Regions from separate parts of the Sus scrofa genome. Here region 2 is linked to region 1. Evidence: chromatin contacts called from public HiChIP or PLAC-seq data. All regions are on one chromosome and are shown on one strand. The core of a region is the stretch at or near the end of the contact, and the rest is flanking DNA. Distances in the headings are between cores, read along the strand shown. Region 1 overlaps SRGAP2 (SLIT-ROBO Rho GTPase-activating protein 2). Region 2 overlaps SRGAP2 (SLIT-ROBO Rho GTPase-activating protein 2).

What was found. HiChIP or PLAC-seq counts read pairs in DNA pulled down with a chosen protein or histone mark.
Region 2: a contact with region 1 is called in an H3K27ac HiChIP or PLAC-seq map of alveolar macrophages. The contact joins two enhancer-like sites. A contact is called at or near these places in 2 of 47 Hi-C or Micro-C datasets (psoas muscle and skeletal muscle) and 2 of 2 datasets of contacts at active chromatin or transcription factors (alveolar macrophages and skeletal muscle).

The regions. Positions count from the first base shown.
Region 1 is chr9:66,850,604-66,857,830 of Sscrofa11.1, forward strand. All of the region lies in intron 2 of SRGAP2 (SLIT-ROBO Rho GTPase-activating protein 2), which reads left to right. Among named protein-coding and RNA genes, the nearest start is that of FAM72A, 14 kb to the left of the region's middle. Within about 2 kb of position 2,053, at least 2 of the 83 cell types and tissues checked have an H3K27ac peak or open chromatin away from gene starts, as enhancers often do. A contact at or near this core is called in alveolar macrophages, where this site is marked.
Region 2 is chr9:66,957,655-66,965,189 of Sscrofa11.1, forward strand. The region is part of intron 3 of SRGAP2 (SLIT-ROBO Rho GTPase-activating protein 2); the gene reads left to right. Among named protein-coding and RNA genes, the nearest start is that of FAM72A, 120 kb to the left of the region's middle. Within about 2 kb of position 1,492, at least 7 of the 83 cell types and tissues checked have an H3K27ac peak or open chromatin away from gene starts, as enhancers often do. A contact at or near this core is called in alveolar macrophages, where this site is marked.

The DNA.
Region 1 (7,227 bases), core at 803-3,302:
CTTGGTTTTTGTTTCTCAGGATGGCTTTGGCAATTCTGGGTCTTTTATGGTTCCAGATAAATTTTTGGATTGTTTGTTCTAGTTCTGTGAAAAATGTCATGGGTGATTTGATAGGGATTGCATTGACTCTGTAGATGGCTTTGGGTAGTATGGCCATTTTTACAATATTAATTTTTCCAACCTGGGAGCATGGAATAGCTTTCCCAAAGGGATTTTTTTTTTTTTTTAAACAACCTTATTGTTCTGCTAAGGTCATAGCATAAGAAGCCGTTTGCATCCATCACTTCCCATGTACCTTGCTCACACTTTCTATCACCAGAAAGCTAAATTGCCTCTCATTTCCTTACCACATTGCTATTTCATGCTTTGTTCTTTACCTTCTCTTTGGAATAGGTCCTTTTCCTTGAACCTGCAACACTGAACCTTTACAACCCAGCTCAGATGTCACCACCTCTAGGAGGTCTTCCCTACTTATCCCTGCTCTCTGCATAGTGACCCTGTGCAGGGTCTCAAGCAGGATTCCTCAGCATCGCGCGCCACACAGGGTTAATTCCTGCACCTAAGCTTCTCAGCAGTGTCTTTGTGTTTACTCCTCTACTGCACTCATCATATTACATTGTAATCTCTTCCTTTACACCTGGTTATTTACAGCTATCTGAGCACTTTGAGGACAGAATTGTCTTTTATTCCTTTCAAGGCCTCCAGCTTCTAGGCACATGGTAAGCACTAAAACACTTGCAAATCGAATGTGAACCTTTTCTGAGCTGAGATTGAATGTGACAGTGCCAAGACGCCTTGCTTCTACACTTCTCCGCCTACTCCAGTAACAAGCCTTCTCCTTATATATTTGAAAAATCAAAGTAGATCAAGCATTGTAAATATTATCCTTCTACAAGGACAAGTGCAAACTATATAGAACGGTGGAGGCTCCCCACTGGGGGTGAATTTCTCCTTATTTACCACCCCAACTGCCCTCTTTAGAATCGTTGCCCTAGAGTTATATATGAGTTCTTCAATGCATCTCTTTCCTTGTAAACCAAGGAAAATATTAACTCTGAAATTCAAAGAGTTTAGAACAAAAGTGAGGTCTGCTATAATTGAAGCAAAACATTCTACATTTGTCCAGGATTTTCATCATTTAAAACAGATTTACCAAGTCTAAAGTTGAGAGAGTTTAGGAGTTCCCCTTGTGGCTCAGCAGTTAACAAACCCCATGAGGACGTGGGTTCGATCCCTGGCCTTGCTCAGTGTTTTAGAGATCCGGTGCTGCTTTGAGCTGTGGTGTAGGTCAAAGATGTAGCTTGGATCTGGCGTTGCTGTGGCTGTGGTGTAGGCCAGCAGCTCCAGCTCCGATTGGACCCCTAGCCTGGGAACCTCCATATGCCCTAAAAAGACAAATAAATAAATAAAATAAAATTAGAAGCGGAAAAGAGAATAGGGAGAGAGAGAAGAAAACCTTAAAAATAAATAAATAAAAATAAAGTCGAGGAAGGTTCCTGTTTTGACAGGAGTTAAAACAGAATTGACTTGGAAGAGGAAGTGCTGTGATACTTGTTCGAAGCCTGGGTTTGGAAGGAGCTATTGCCTCATTGGAAGCAGCTGCATGATCTGTGGTAAAAGGGGAAGGAAGGTCTAAAGGGACAAACAGAAAAATTCTCCCCTCTGGTTTTTCAAGTCACTTGGTATTAAGTAGCCTTGACTTTATTTATACATTGTGAATGAATGGTTCTGAACTTGAAATATATATTGGTGAGGAAGGAAAAGCAGCTGGGAAGTGCGCCTCCTCCATTTCTGTGGGTATTTTAGGATGCCATCTGTTAGGGAGAAGGCAGAGCTTTTTTTTTTTTTTTTTTCTTTTAACTTTTTCTTCTAAAAATGCACTAATTAGTGGGCAGGTGACCCAAAAGGCATCGTGAAAGTTCGGACCTTGCCTTTGCTGCCTGGACCCAGATTCTACATTCCGAATCCCAGTATGATGGGCAGGAGCTGAGTGCTGTCCCTGGAGAAGGTGACCTCACCAGCCATGGGTTCCACGGAGACGCAAAGCCCAGAAAACAAAGGGATCCAGGAGCATGAGCTGGCTGAGACATGATATGCCAAGGGCTGTAAGAAATACATCCTGTTTCTCAGGAGTTGGCAGCAATTTCTCCAAACATTGAAACCCTTTGGAGATCTGCTTCCTTCTTCCCACTAGGCTTTTTTCTTGCGCTTATTTATTTATCGATTGATTTACTTATTTGGAGGGTGGGGGGTAATTGGGCCAGATCTTATCAGATGATGAAGCTGCTCTTTGCGGAAGCATCTTGATCAAGGTGCCTATTTTGGAGCGCTGTTTCTCTGGGGCCATGACAAATGGGGCGACACTGCTGGATTTGGAGGCAGAACGCCTGGGTTCTTGTTTGGTGTTGCCATTTGCTACTGTGATTTTGAGGCTGCCTCATCTCAGGTCTCAAAATCCCTAGTTTCTGCATCTGTACAATGGGGACAGCGCTTCTTGGCTCTCAGTGATGTTGAGGATGATGGGGGTGAAGATGGCTAGCATTTAGGGAGTGCTTCTTATGTCTAAACTCTGCCTTATGTGCTTTATGTATAGGGTTACCTCACTGAAACTCCCAATAGCCCTATGAAGTAGCTACTATTATTATCATTATTATTATTATTTTTTTTTTTTTTGTCTTTCTGCCTTTTCTTGGGCCGCTCCCGCGGCATATGGAGGTTCCCAGGCTAGGGGTCTAATCGGAGCTGTAGTCGCTGGCCTACGCCAGAGCCACAGCAACGCTGGATCCGAGCCGCGTCTGCAACCTACACCACAGCTCACGGCAACGCCGGATCGTTAACCCACTGAGCAAGGCCAGGGATCGAACCTGCAACCTCATGGTTCCTAGTCGGATTCGTTAACCACTGCGCCACGATGGGAACTCCCAGTAGCTACTATTAATTATCCCCAACGCACAGATAAGGCAACAAGGAGGTTCAATAATTTACACCAAGGCACACAGCTAGTAAGTGATGAAGACAGAGTGTGAACCCAGGCCGACTCAATGCTGGTGTGAGGCGCCAATGAAAGAGTTCATCTGAGATGCCTTTGAAGCTGTGGAATGCTGCGCACATTGGGTTGATTGTGCTCATTTCCTGCTGTCTTGATGCAAAAAGGAGTTCTAAATGCGGTGTTCTAAAGGTCTTCCTGGTACACACCTCCCGGATCTGCCTACACCTTGGTTTTCTCGTCTAGGAAATTCAGGGTTCAATTAGGAAATCTTTCCCCCAGGTTTTATGGTTCATGACTCTTGCTGATTTAAGACACCGAAGATGACAGTTTTGCCCCTGTTAAGCCAGGGGCACGGTTGTAAGTACAAAACCTGTTGTAGCCTCCGAAAGTCCCTCTCCCCAGTCCCAGGGCTTGTGGGCCAAGTCTGCATGGCTGCTGCACATAGACAGAGGGTGAATCCCCCCCAACCCCCGCCCCGCGCGCCCCATCCCCGTCCCCCGAGGTGGCACTGCAGCAGCAGGCCTGAAGATCAGTTGAGGACACCAGGGTCACTGTCTGATAGGCAGATGTACCTCACAGTTGGAGAAACTGAGGGGGAGGGATAGTTCCTTGATGGGCCTGGAGGTGGACTTGTGGCTGGATTCCTAGGGGCCGTAATTGCTCTCATCAGGATAAATACATTCAACCGAGGACCTCCGGGAAGCTCAGAGACTTCCAGAGCGAGACACTTGCTGTTACTGGTGCATGTGGTTTTCCTTAGTCATGTTGGTGGGCCAGAGATGGAACCTGGGTAGCTCATGGTATTATAGACATTCATGGTGTGTGCAGAACTTGAATTTTAAAAAAGAAAAAAGAATTTGGGGATTGTCTTTATTTATTTATTTATTTATTTATTTATTTATTTATTTATTTATTTATTGTCTTTTTGCCTTTTCTAGGGCTGCCCCTGCGGCATATAGAAGTTCCCAGGCTAGGGGTCGAATCAGAGCTGTAGCCGCCGGCCTACGCCGCAACCACAGCAACCGGGGATCCGAGCCGCATCTGTGACCTATACCACAGCTCACGGCAACGCCGGATCGTGTCTTTATTTTTTTTTTATTTTTATTTTTTTGGCTTTTTAGGGCCGCACCTCGGCCTATTGAAGTTCCCAGGCTAGGGGTTGAATTGGAGCTGCAGCTGCTGGTCTATACCACAGCCACAACAATGCCAGGTCCGAGCTGGAGTCTACACCCTACGGAGCAGCTCACAGCTGGATCCTTAACCCAGTGAGTGAGGCCAGGGATGGAACTCGAGTCCTCATGGGTACTAGTCAAGTTCATTACCGCTGAGCCACAGCGGGAACTCCCATGATTGTCTTTAATTAAAATGAAAGGAGTAAGGAAGTGGGGGGCTTTTAATCCCTGACATCTGGGCTGGGACAAACTGGGGGGAGGTGGCGTGGATGTGGAACTGGGTAGGGTTCATCTAGACAGCTGGGCTGTGGGGTAAGGAACTTTTAGGCTTTCTCAGGATGTAGGATGGCCTTTTGCCTCTTATACGCATTTCCATATGTTAAGCCCTTTGAGAACGAAGGGGTTTCTTTGTGGATTGTGATGAGGTATGTGGTAATACGGAGTTGAGGTTCCAAGGTTATGTTTGTTTTCTTTTCACCTAATGAATAGGCTAAGTAACCGTCTGTTGTCTTAAAATGAGTTCTATTAATAATGATGACAGCTCATATTTTGATCATTACAGCATGTAAAAAATAATCATTCGCAGGGAGGGTTGGAGGGCAATGGAGGGCTAGCTACGTAATGTTGGACAAGTCCTTCCACCTTTGGGATTCTCGGCTTCTCAGCTCGAAAGTAGAAAGATGGATTACGCGTTCCTTGCGTCGTCGTATTTGGGACACATGACTAACCCAAATGGTTATCTTCCAAGTGAGTTGACACCGAGCTTACATGTTGATAACTCTCCTGAGGGAAGGCTGGAACCAGACAATAGACACCCTAGGTTCTTCCTCTTCATCTCTCCCATTCCTGGCTCCAAAGTTTCATCTTTAAATGACATTAATAGGCTTTGTGTTTTAGACGGCCTCGGAGTCAGTTAGGCTGTTATCTCTTGATCTCTCTTATTTACTCAGTGATTTGGGGTGATGTAAGTTATCCCACCTCTTTGCTGTCAGCAATTTTAAACAAATCATCGAAACATTTTGGGTAGGTGCTATCTGTTGCTTTGATTAACGAGGGTGATCTGGATATTTTAAGCACCGTGACAACACAATTTTAAAACACCTAGTATTCCTTCAAACTACAGTAGCGCTCCCACTGCCAAAGCCTGAAACGGATGGGGCCAGTTGGTTCTTTTCTGACAGTAAATGTGTGCCCGTGAGCTTGCTTTCCCCTCTTGGGCCAGGGAGCACGACTGCCAATCCAGAAATGCTAGCTAGCTTTTCTGGATCCAGCAGCAAAAAGAGTTAATCATCATCCAGGCAGAAACAAACCTCCCAAGTTTTTAACCTTCCAGTGCCCCAAGTCCAAGTCTTTTTTCCCTGTTCCTCAGAGGAGACAAGGCACTTGTGGGCACGCGCGCGTGCGCACACACACACACTCACACTCTCTTACAGAACTTAATGTAAAACGATCTCATGTTTATGAGAGCTGGAATTACTTGGGAGCGATACTTATGTTCTGCAGGCTCAGTGATGTGAAAGCAGGGCTATTTGGCCTGTGGAGATGGCAGATAAGAGCGTGATATGTAATTGAGTAAGAATTTGAAAAATTATCCGATAACATTAGGCACAGCAAAGCACTCGCTTGTGCTTTTTTTTTTTTTTTTTTTTTTTTTTTTTTTTTTTTTAATGCCTGAAAACTATTTGGAGGAGGAGTAAGGAGCTAGCATTGTTTTCAGGGCGTGGGAACCCCCTCCCCACCCTGCAAGCCAAATTTGTTTGCCCAGGGAGAGAGCAAGGTCTCGGAGAGATCCTGACAGATCATTTTTTTTTTAATTTTTTTTATTTTTTTATTTTTTTGCTTTTTAGGGTCACATCCTCAGTATATGGAGGTTCTCGGGCTAGGGGTCCAGTCAGAGCTGCAGATGCTGGCTGACACCACAGTCACAGCAACGCAGGATCCAATCTGCATCTGTGACCTACACCACAGCTCATGGCAATATGGGATCCTTAACCCACTGAGCGAAGTGAAGTGAGGGATCTAACTCGAAACCTCATGGTTCCTAGTTGGGATTTGTTTCCACTGCACCACAACAGGAACTCCCCTGACAGATCATTTTAGAACATTCTTCTGCACCTCCCTCCGGGCAAATTTTCAGGCTAATCATTTCAGGAAAAGGGCTGTCAGCTAACCTTTAACTTCTTTTCCAGAAGAGTAACACCACAGCCTCCCTTTCCATCTTGTTCCACTGACCCAAACTAGAAATGGTCAATTCCTTCATTTGCAGAGCTTGAAACAGGATTTAAAAAAAGAAAAAAAGGAGGCCTGATGAATTGAACTCGTGTTTTTGCTGTTGCTGCCACACCCTCTGTACAGACTTTTGCTTCGTTTGGGTTTTCGGTGGCTCAGGGAAGGAGGAGGTAATTGACGAAACTTGTAAGGCCTGGCTCATGGCTGCTGGCCTGTTCCTCCCAGTTCCCGTCCCTCCTCACTGCCACCAGTTGTGGTCCACTTCTCATTGAATAAGGAAATCATGAGCAACACTTCACTCCAGCACCCATTTTTTTTTTTCTTTGTCTTTTTGCCATGTCTTGGGCCGCTCCCGCCGCATATGGAGGTTTTCCCAGGCTAGGGGTCCAATCGGAGCTGTAGCCACCGGCCTACGCCACAGCCACAGCAACGCAGGATCCAAGCCGCGTCTGCAACGTATTCCACAGCTCATGGCAATGCCAGCTCCCCAACCCACTGAGCAAGGCCAGGGATCAAACCCACAACGTCATGGTTCCTAGTTGGATTCGTTAACCACTTCGCCACAACGGGAACTCCAGCACCAATTTTTTTTTAATACCTACTATGAGCTTGGTATGCCCTAGGTTGTGAGCATATGGAGGTAAGTAGTGAGGTTTTGGTTTTCAAGGAGCTGGTCTATTCAAAGCAATGGATCGATGACACAAATACAGAGATAGGACCACAGTGCAGGGATATAGAAAGCTCGGTTGAGAGTCTGACAATGAGTGACGTTGATGAGGCTGGTGGAGGAGGATAGTGATGGCACCTGGCAGTCTGGAAAGTGACTTTCCATACTTT
Region 2 (7,535 bases), core at 242-2,741, 110 kb after region 1:
TGGAGAGAGCGGAAAGGGGAAGATATTATAGTCAGGAGGAAAGTACAAAGCACTTTTGGGGTACAGTTAGGCGACTGGCTTGGTTGGGGTTATGTGTATATATGGAGAGACTAGACAAAAGTAGTGAAGACCGTATCGTGGCAAACGTTGACTCTTGACTAAGATTTGGGTCTATGCCGTGGACACTGGAAGCTGCTAGGGTCCAAGCTAAGGTGTGAACTCTGCTTAAGGAAGATTAACCTTAATGGTGGTGGTTTGCTCCATGGTGAAGAACTTGAGACAGTGAAACCAGTTGTCACAGGAGGTAGGAAGGATCTAAATTAGGCTGGGAGGGTGGGAACGAAAAGAATAGAAATTGATCCTTCAGTCCATTTAGCAAGTATGTATTGTGCTCGTACCATGTGCCAGACACATGCCCAGCAGACAGATCTGTTCCCTGTGCTCTTGGAGCTTACAGTCTAGAGACAAATGGAAAACACCTGGTGCAGGAAGAGTCTGCGGGAATTGCTCACTGATGGGATTTGGGTTTCAAGTAACCTTGGAGGCACAAAAGAAAGAGGGCTGCGAAGTTTCTTTTGGACTTGGGTGATTGGTAGATTAATGGGGCCTTTAATAGAAATACCAAAGTTAGGCGAAGGAGCTGGTTTTGAAGGGCTGGAATATGAGAAATCTGGGTTTTGGAGGTTGAGTTTAAGATATTGGAAGGAGGAGTTCCTGTCGTGGCGCAGCGGAAAGGAATCCGACTAGGAAGCATGAGGTGGCGGGTTCGATCCCTGGCCTCGCTCAGTGGGTTAAGGATCTAGCATTGCCGTGAGCTGTGGTGTAGGTCGCAGATGTGGCTCGGATCTGGTATTGCTGTGGCGTAAGCCAGTGGCAACAGCTCCGATGATCCCTAGCCTGGCAATCTCCGTATGCTGCGGGTGCAGCTCTAAAAAGACCAAAAAAAAAAAAAACAAAAAAAAAAAAAACGATATTGGAAGGAGATGGAAGCTGATATTTCTGTAACTGATGGAAAATGAAGGACTGTATTCAGGACAAACGTGTGGATTGTTGAGGTGATGGAGATTTGGGCATATTCATAGAGAGACGATGGTTGAGGCTGTGGAAATAATGGATTTCCCACAGTAAGGGTTTAGGCATTATAAAAGGGAAGTATTCATTGTATCTGTGGTCCTCAGATTGCAGAGAGTGAAAAGGAATTTGAAAGATATATTTATTTGTTCATTCATTCAGGACACACTTGGGGGACCTAATTCTGTACCGGCATTGAGCTAGGTCCTGGGGATGGGAACGAGACAATATCCTATTCTTGCTCACCTTGAATAAGTAGTTTATTAAGGAAATGCACACAGAATGTGAATCTGCTTATCTGGCTGGTTCTGAAGAGTGTAACTATTGGAAGGGATGTGAGGGAGTAGGGCTTAGGTATCTCAGGAATCTGGTAGATGTTCAACCTGCAATACTCCTTTCCAGGGGAGGTTAGGTACACAGTTAATTAAAGAGAAATCCGTGTAGTGTCCACGTTCTTGGCCTTGGGCCCAGTATTTGAACGTGCACAGTCTCTGCAGTTACATCACCTCTTGCGGATGGATTTCTCCTCTGGAAGTGAGTTCAAAGTTGTTCATCAGCCTCCTAGGGTAGCATTAGTTTGAAAAACAAAGTTAGCTGGCCAGGGAGAATGTTATAGCCGTGACTGCCAATCAGGAAGGGGTGGAGAACCAGAAAGTTCCCCTTTGAGTATGGGGTGATTTGGGGGAGGAAGCAGGAGGAAGCATGAAACTGCCAGAAGGTAGAACCCCTTACTTCCTGGGACCAGTGTGTCACTCATTCATTTGGGACACATTTGGGAGCTGTCTGTCCCTCTGAGGAAGGTTTTGCCCACAATTAGCATCTGGTGTTGAGCAAAGCTTGGCTTTCTTTTGCCGTGACTCAAGCTGACTTTATTTAGAGACTAACAAAAGGTCTGTTGGTGACTTTTTCACAGGCCTGGGCCATATAGAACCTTAAGTGACAGTTGGGTCCTTTTTTTTTTTTGCTATTTATTGGGCCGCTCCCGCGGCATATGGAGGTTCCCAGGCTAGGGGTTGAACTGGAGCTACAGCTGCCAGCCTATACCACAGCTCACGGCAACGCTGGATCGTTAACCCACTGAGCAAGGGCAGGGACTTGGTTCCTCATGGTTCCTAGTCGGATTCGTTAACCACTGCGCCTCAACGGGATCTCCGACAGTTGGGTCCTTTTCGGAAGAGTTGGGCAGTCTCCTCACATGGATGAAAGAGGGTGGATAGAAGAGATACAAGGCAGTTTGGGGGACCATCAAGACAGAGGGGTGGCCTGTCTTTTGAACAGAGAAAGAATTCATATGAAATCTCTTTGGAAGGCTTTGTGGCTTAGCAGAAAAAAACCGAGAGCTTTATTCCAGACACATTTGGATCTGCCACTTACAGCTGTGTGACCTTGACCAAGTCTCTTAACCTCGTCTCACTTCAGTTTTCTCATCCGTGAAATGTGGAGAGTCACGCTTGCCTTGAAGAGTTGTTCTAAAGATGAGATATAATACATAGAAAGCATCAGCCTAATGCCTGTAACTTACTAGATGCTCAAAAAAATAGTAGCTGATGTAATTATCATCACTGCAGAAGGTGATTGTCAAGATCACAGGTTCTGGAACCAGATTTCCTGGGCTTGTGATCCTGAATTTTCTACCTACTAGCTGTGTGAAATTTTTTTTTTTTTTTTTTTTTTTGTCTTTTTGTCTTTTGTCTTTTTGTTGTTGTTGTTACTATTTTTTGGGCCGCTCCCGCGGCATATGGAGGTTCCCAGGCTAGGGGTTGAATCGGAGCTATAGCCACCGGCCTACGCCAGAGCCACAGCAACGCAGGATCCGAGCCGTGTCTGCAACCTACACCACAGCTCACGGCAACGCCGGATCGCTAACCCACTGAGCAAGGGCAGGGACCGAACCCGCAACCTCATGGTTCCTAGTCGGATTCGTTAACCACTGCGCCACGACGGGAACTCCTGAAATTTTTTTTTTTTTTAAGGGCTGCATATGGAGGTTCCCAGGCTAGGGGTCAAATCAGAGCTGTAGCCACTGGCCTACGCCACAGCCACAGTCATACCAGATCCGAGCCACGTGTGTGACCTACGCCATAGCTCATGGCAACGCTGGATCCTTAACCCACTGAGTGAGGCCAGGGATCGAAACTGCATCCTTGTGGTTACTAGTCAGATTCGTTTCCCCTGAGCCATGATGGGAGCTCCAAGCCATGTGATTTTAGATGAAGGTTTTTAGTTGCCCCAGTTTTCTTATTGGTAAGTTGTGAGTAATAACAGCATCCACCTTGTGAAGTTGTTATGCTGATTACATGAGTTAATGTATGGGAAGCCCCTCGGACAGTGCTTGACCCAGAATAAATGTAAGTAGCTGTGGCAGTTTTTCTTGTCCTCGGGAGTTGGGACCAAATATAGCTATACGAGTTAAAACCCTGGCGAATTAGACTCACCATTTATTCCCCTGCAGAGTTAAGCATTCTTAAGCCTGGCCTTAGGTAATAGAATGTCTGTCTCCATTTTCTTCGGTGACTCCCATGGGACCTCACGAATGACAGGCCCTCTTCCTGCCTCTTGATTTTTCTGATATGGCTGCATTGGGAGGAAATCTGTAATTATGTGACTCTCTATAATTGTATGTCCAGTTCTTATAAAAACTCAGCAATTGTGTGTTTTGTCCTCTAAGCGGGCTTAGTCACAAGGTGTCATGAACTACCTTGAACCAGGTATTTAACCCTGGCGTGTTATTTTTAGATCCAGGCTCATCATCGTCCAGAGGAGGTAATTTGTCTCTCCGTCACCCTCTGATGTCCTTGTCCTCACGGAATTAATAGTTAGTACTAATTGCCAAATCATTAAAGGCACCGTGTGGAGGTCCAGAGGTCCCCACTGCACCCTGGGCGAATAAAATAATACACGTCGTGTTCAGCCTCCTGCAGGGGCCACCATCAAGACCAGCAGGCCAGGGCAGCACAAATCTCAGTGATGAGCCTAACAGACTGTGGTTTACGGGGTTGTTTGTCTCAGGAGGCCAAACAGAAAGCTTCCAAGCTTCTGCGTAAATGGCTTCATATTATCCTTTTAGGGCAGAGAATGATAGAGGGCAGACTGGGAGCAAAACATGCTTTTTATGCACAGTTGGGAGGATGTTGGAGGCTGGGGGCTTCCTGTGTCTCACAGGCTCTGCCGCTGGAATGTCAGCAGACACACCTCAGGCTTTCAGCTCGCGGGAGCCCTGGTGACCGTGTCCCTTAACTACAGTGCTGGGCACAGGGGAACTTTTAAGTATTCATTTCCTTGGCTCTTGTAAGCCCCTCATAATTCCACAGTAGACACAGGAAGCAATGTGAGGCGGGTTTGCAGGATCTTTTCCTTCTCAGGAATTCATAGCCAATTAAGTGAATTGACTTTGATCCAGTTCTCTTTTAAAGGCAGAAGCCATGTCATCTTTATTGGGAGCTGACTGTGGTAAGTGGGAGGGTTTACAAGATAAGAAGAAAAGACAGTCTCTTCCGTGAGGACTCTCATAATTGAAACGGGGAAAATCAGACAGGCTGGGAGAGAATAATAAGCACACATGTGCGCATGGGCACACGGATCTAAAAATAGGACCCCGTGTAAAGCAGGGTTCGGTCGTCACTGGGAAGCAGGGGGAAGAAGGTAGAGGGCTCGGGAGCGCTCACGCTTGGCTCTGCCAGGGGAGGTTAAGGATCACAGTTATGCTCTCTATTAGATTTCGTCCCAAGTTAATTGAAATAAAGACTTTCATGTCTAATTTCTGTACTTCACCGAAGTATCAGGCTCTGAAGAGAAACAGAGTCGTGTGCAAAGAGCCCAGGGTTAAGGAAAGACTCAGGGAGAATGAGAAAAAAAATAGGGTTTTGGGTTTTTCAGAGTTGAAATCCGTCTCGCCATCTCCTGTCCTGCTATACCCCCACTGATGATTGGATCAGTGCCCCGCGGGTTTTAATTCAAGGAGGATCAATGAGCACAGCTCTTCTTCTTAACATAGTTTGGGTACAGCTGGTTAAAGAACCAGGATTAGAAAATGAATCGAACAAACTAGGATTATCTTCAACGGGAGGATGCTGAGCCGTGTTTGCCGATTCCTGCTTAAGCAGTTGGGACAGGGCATCCTTGCATGAAATTCAGACATCCCTCCCTGGCAGCCTCTGTGTTAAAGTAGAGGTTGCAGAACAAGTCTGGCAGCTCTCAGCCTGAACCCTTGTAAACAACAGATGTTCAGAACCAAGTTCTGGGGGTGGGGTGGGGGTTTCTGTTGATGCTTGAAATTCTTTGCATTTATAAGGCAGCATCTCGAGGATTTAGCAAAGGAGGAAGTTGTGCAGAATTGATGCTGCAGCGTACAGGTGGAAATGATGCCTCAGACATTTCCTTTGGAGGACAAAGCACAGGCATTGAGTGGACAATGAATGGAATCAGATCCACCTAGGAAGTCAGGCACAATTAAGAAAGATTTGGCTTCTTAGATTTATTGATTTTCTGCTCTTCTCACCACCCCGCCTCTTTATACATGGACTGGATTTGCCAGCCACCTCTTTGCTCTGTTCTCTCTGGTCCTGGATAGAAATGTGTGCCCTTACCTACCACCAAGTCCCCCCCCCCCCCCCCGCCGACACACACACACACACACACACACACACACACGCCGCACTCATGCACACACTCAGGCAGGCATGCCCACGCTCTTCCCGGAGCACCTTCTGAAGCCATTCAGGAATTTCTAATACAGATTAACTGGTATTGTTAGGAGCTTTGTCTTGGATGCTAACCTGATTCTGGTACATTCTCAGTATTTGTCTTGCCAGGTCTTCAATACATCACTAATTGGAAGTGAGTGAAGGTAACATGGCTTATAAAGAATTCAGTGCTGGAAGTTCCTGTGTGGCACAGCAGCTTAAAGATCCAGTGTTGCTGCAGCTGTGGTACAGGTCACAGCTGTGTCACAGATTTGATCCCTGGCCCAAGAACTTCCACAAGCCAGGGCCTTGGCCAAAAAAAAAAAAAGTTTAATTCAGTGCTGCCTCTTTTATTAACCCTCACCCCACTCCCAGCCCCCCAATACACATACTGAATTTCCAGACAGAGGATGAATGAATTGGAAATTTACTTTACAGCATGGTTCAGGGAAGCCATATGGAAAAAATACATAGTACATCTCTAGTAGAAAAAATACATGTACATCTCTAGAAGGCTTTTTTTGTTTGTTTTGTCTTTTTGTCTTCCATGGCATATGGAAGTTCCCAGGCTAGGGGTCGAATCGGAGCTCTAGCTGCCGGCCTACACCACAGCCACAGCAATGCAGGATCCAAGCCACATCTGTGACCTACACCATAGCTCATGGCAATGCTGGATCCTTAATCTACTGAGCGAGGCCAGGGATCGAACCTGCGTCCTCATGGATGCTAGCTGTGTTCGTTAACCTCTGAGCCATGACGGGAACTCCCTTAGTAGCCTTTCTTGATACCAAATTAAAGAGACTTTAGAAAAGTTCTAACCTTTTAATCAGATGAAAAAGGATGTATCAGGTCTGGGCCTGTTTTTGAGCCATTCTAGCCAGGAAGAATTGGCTTGAAAATCTTTAATAAGATTTTTTGGGAGTTACCGTCGTGGTGCAGTTGAAACGAATCCGACTGGGAACCATGAGGTTGCAGGTTCGATCCCTGGCCTTGCTCAGTGGGTCGGGAATCCGGCGTTGCGGTGAGCTGTGGTGTAGGTCGCAGATGTGGCTCGGATCCCGAGATGCTGTGGCTGTGGCATAGGCCAGCCGCTACAGCTCTGATTAGACCCCGAGCCTGGGAACTTCCATATGCCGCAGTTGCGGCCCTAAAAAGGACAAAAAGACAAAGAAGATTTTTCATCTATTTTGGAGGCTAGGAACATCCTTGTGCTATTATTTCTTCTGGAAAACAAATCCACTCCTAGCCCTTGTGTGAATTAGCCTAGGGTTTGGGGGAACACCAGTCCTGGTAGTCAAGGCTCATGTATTCTTTCAGCAAACATTTATTCAGCACTTATTCTAGGGCTTTTCTAGGAATTAAATATGCACAGAAGACTAAGCCAGTGTTCTAGCTTATAGAAGTTACCATTTAATGTGAACTAGTTTAAGGTTGTGTATGCATGTGTGTGTGTGTTTGTGTGTGTGTGCATGCCCTCCCCCCGCCCCATGCTCATGTGCATGTTCTGACAAAGTATAGAGTTCAAGACTGAGGAGCCGGAATTGCCGAGTGACCTTTTTAGTCACCTGGATTATATATGATTCAATAATAGGCACTTGGCTTCATCTTCTTCATCAGCAGTGACCAACAGGCTCTGGCGGGCGCTGGGGACACGAAGATTTATGGGACCCTGCCTCTGCCCGCAGGAGGCTTGTTGTGTCATGTGGGAGACAGAAGGTTTATATGAAAAAAGATAACACAAACTAGTATATACTGATTGCCAAAGGAAAATGGGAGAAATGC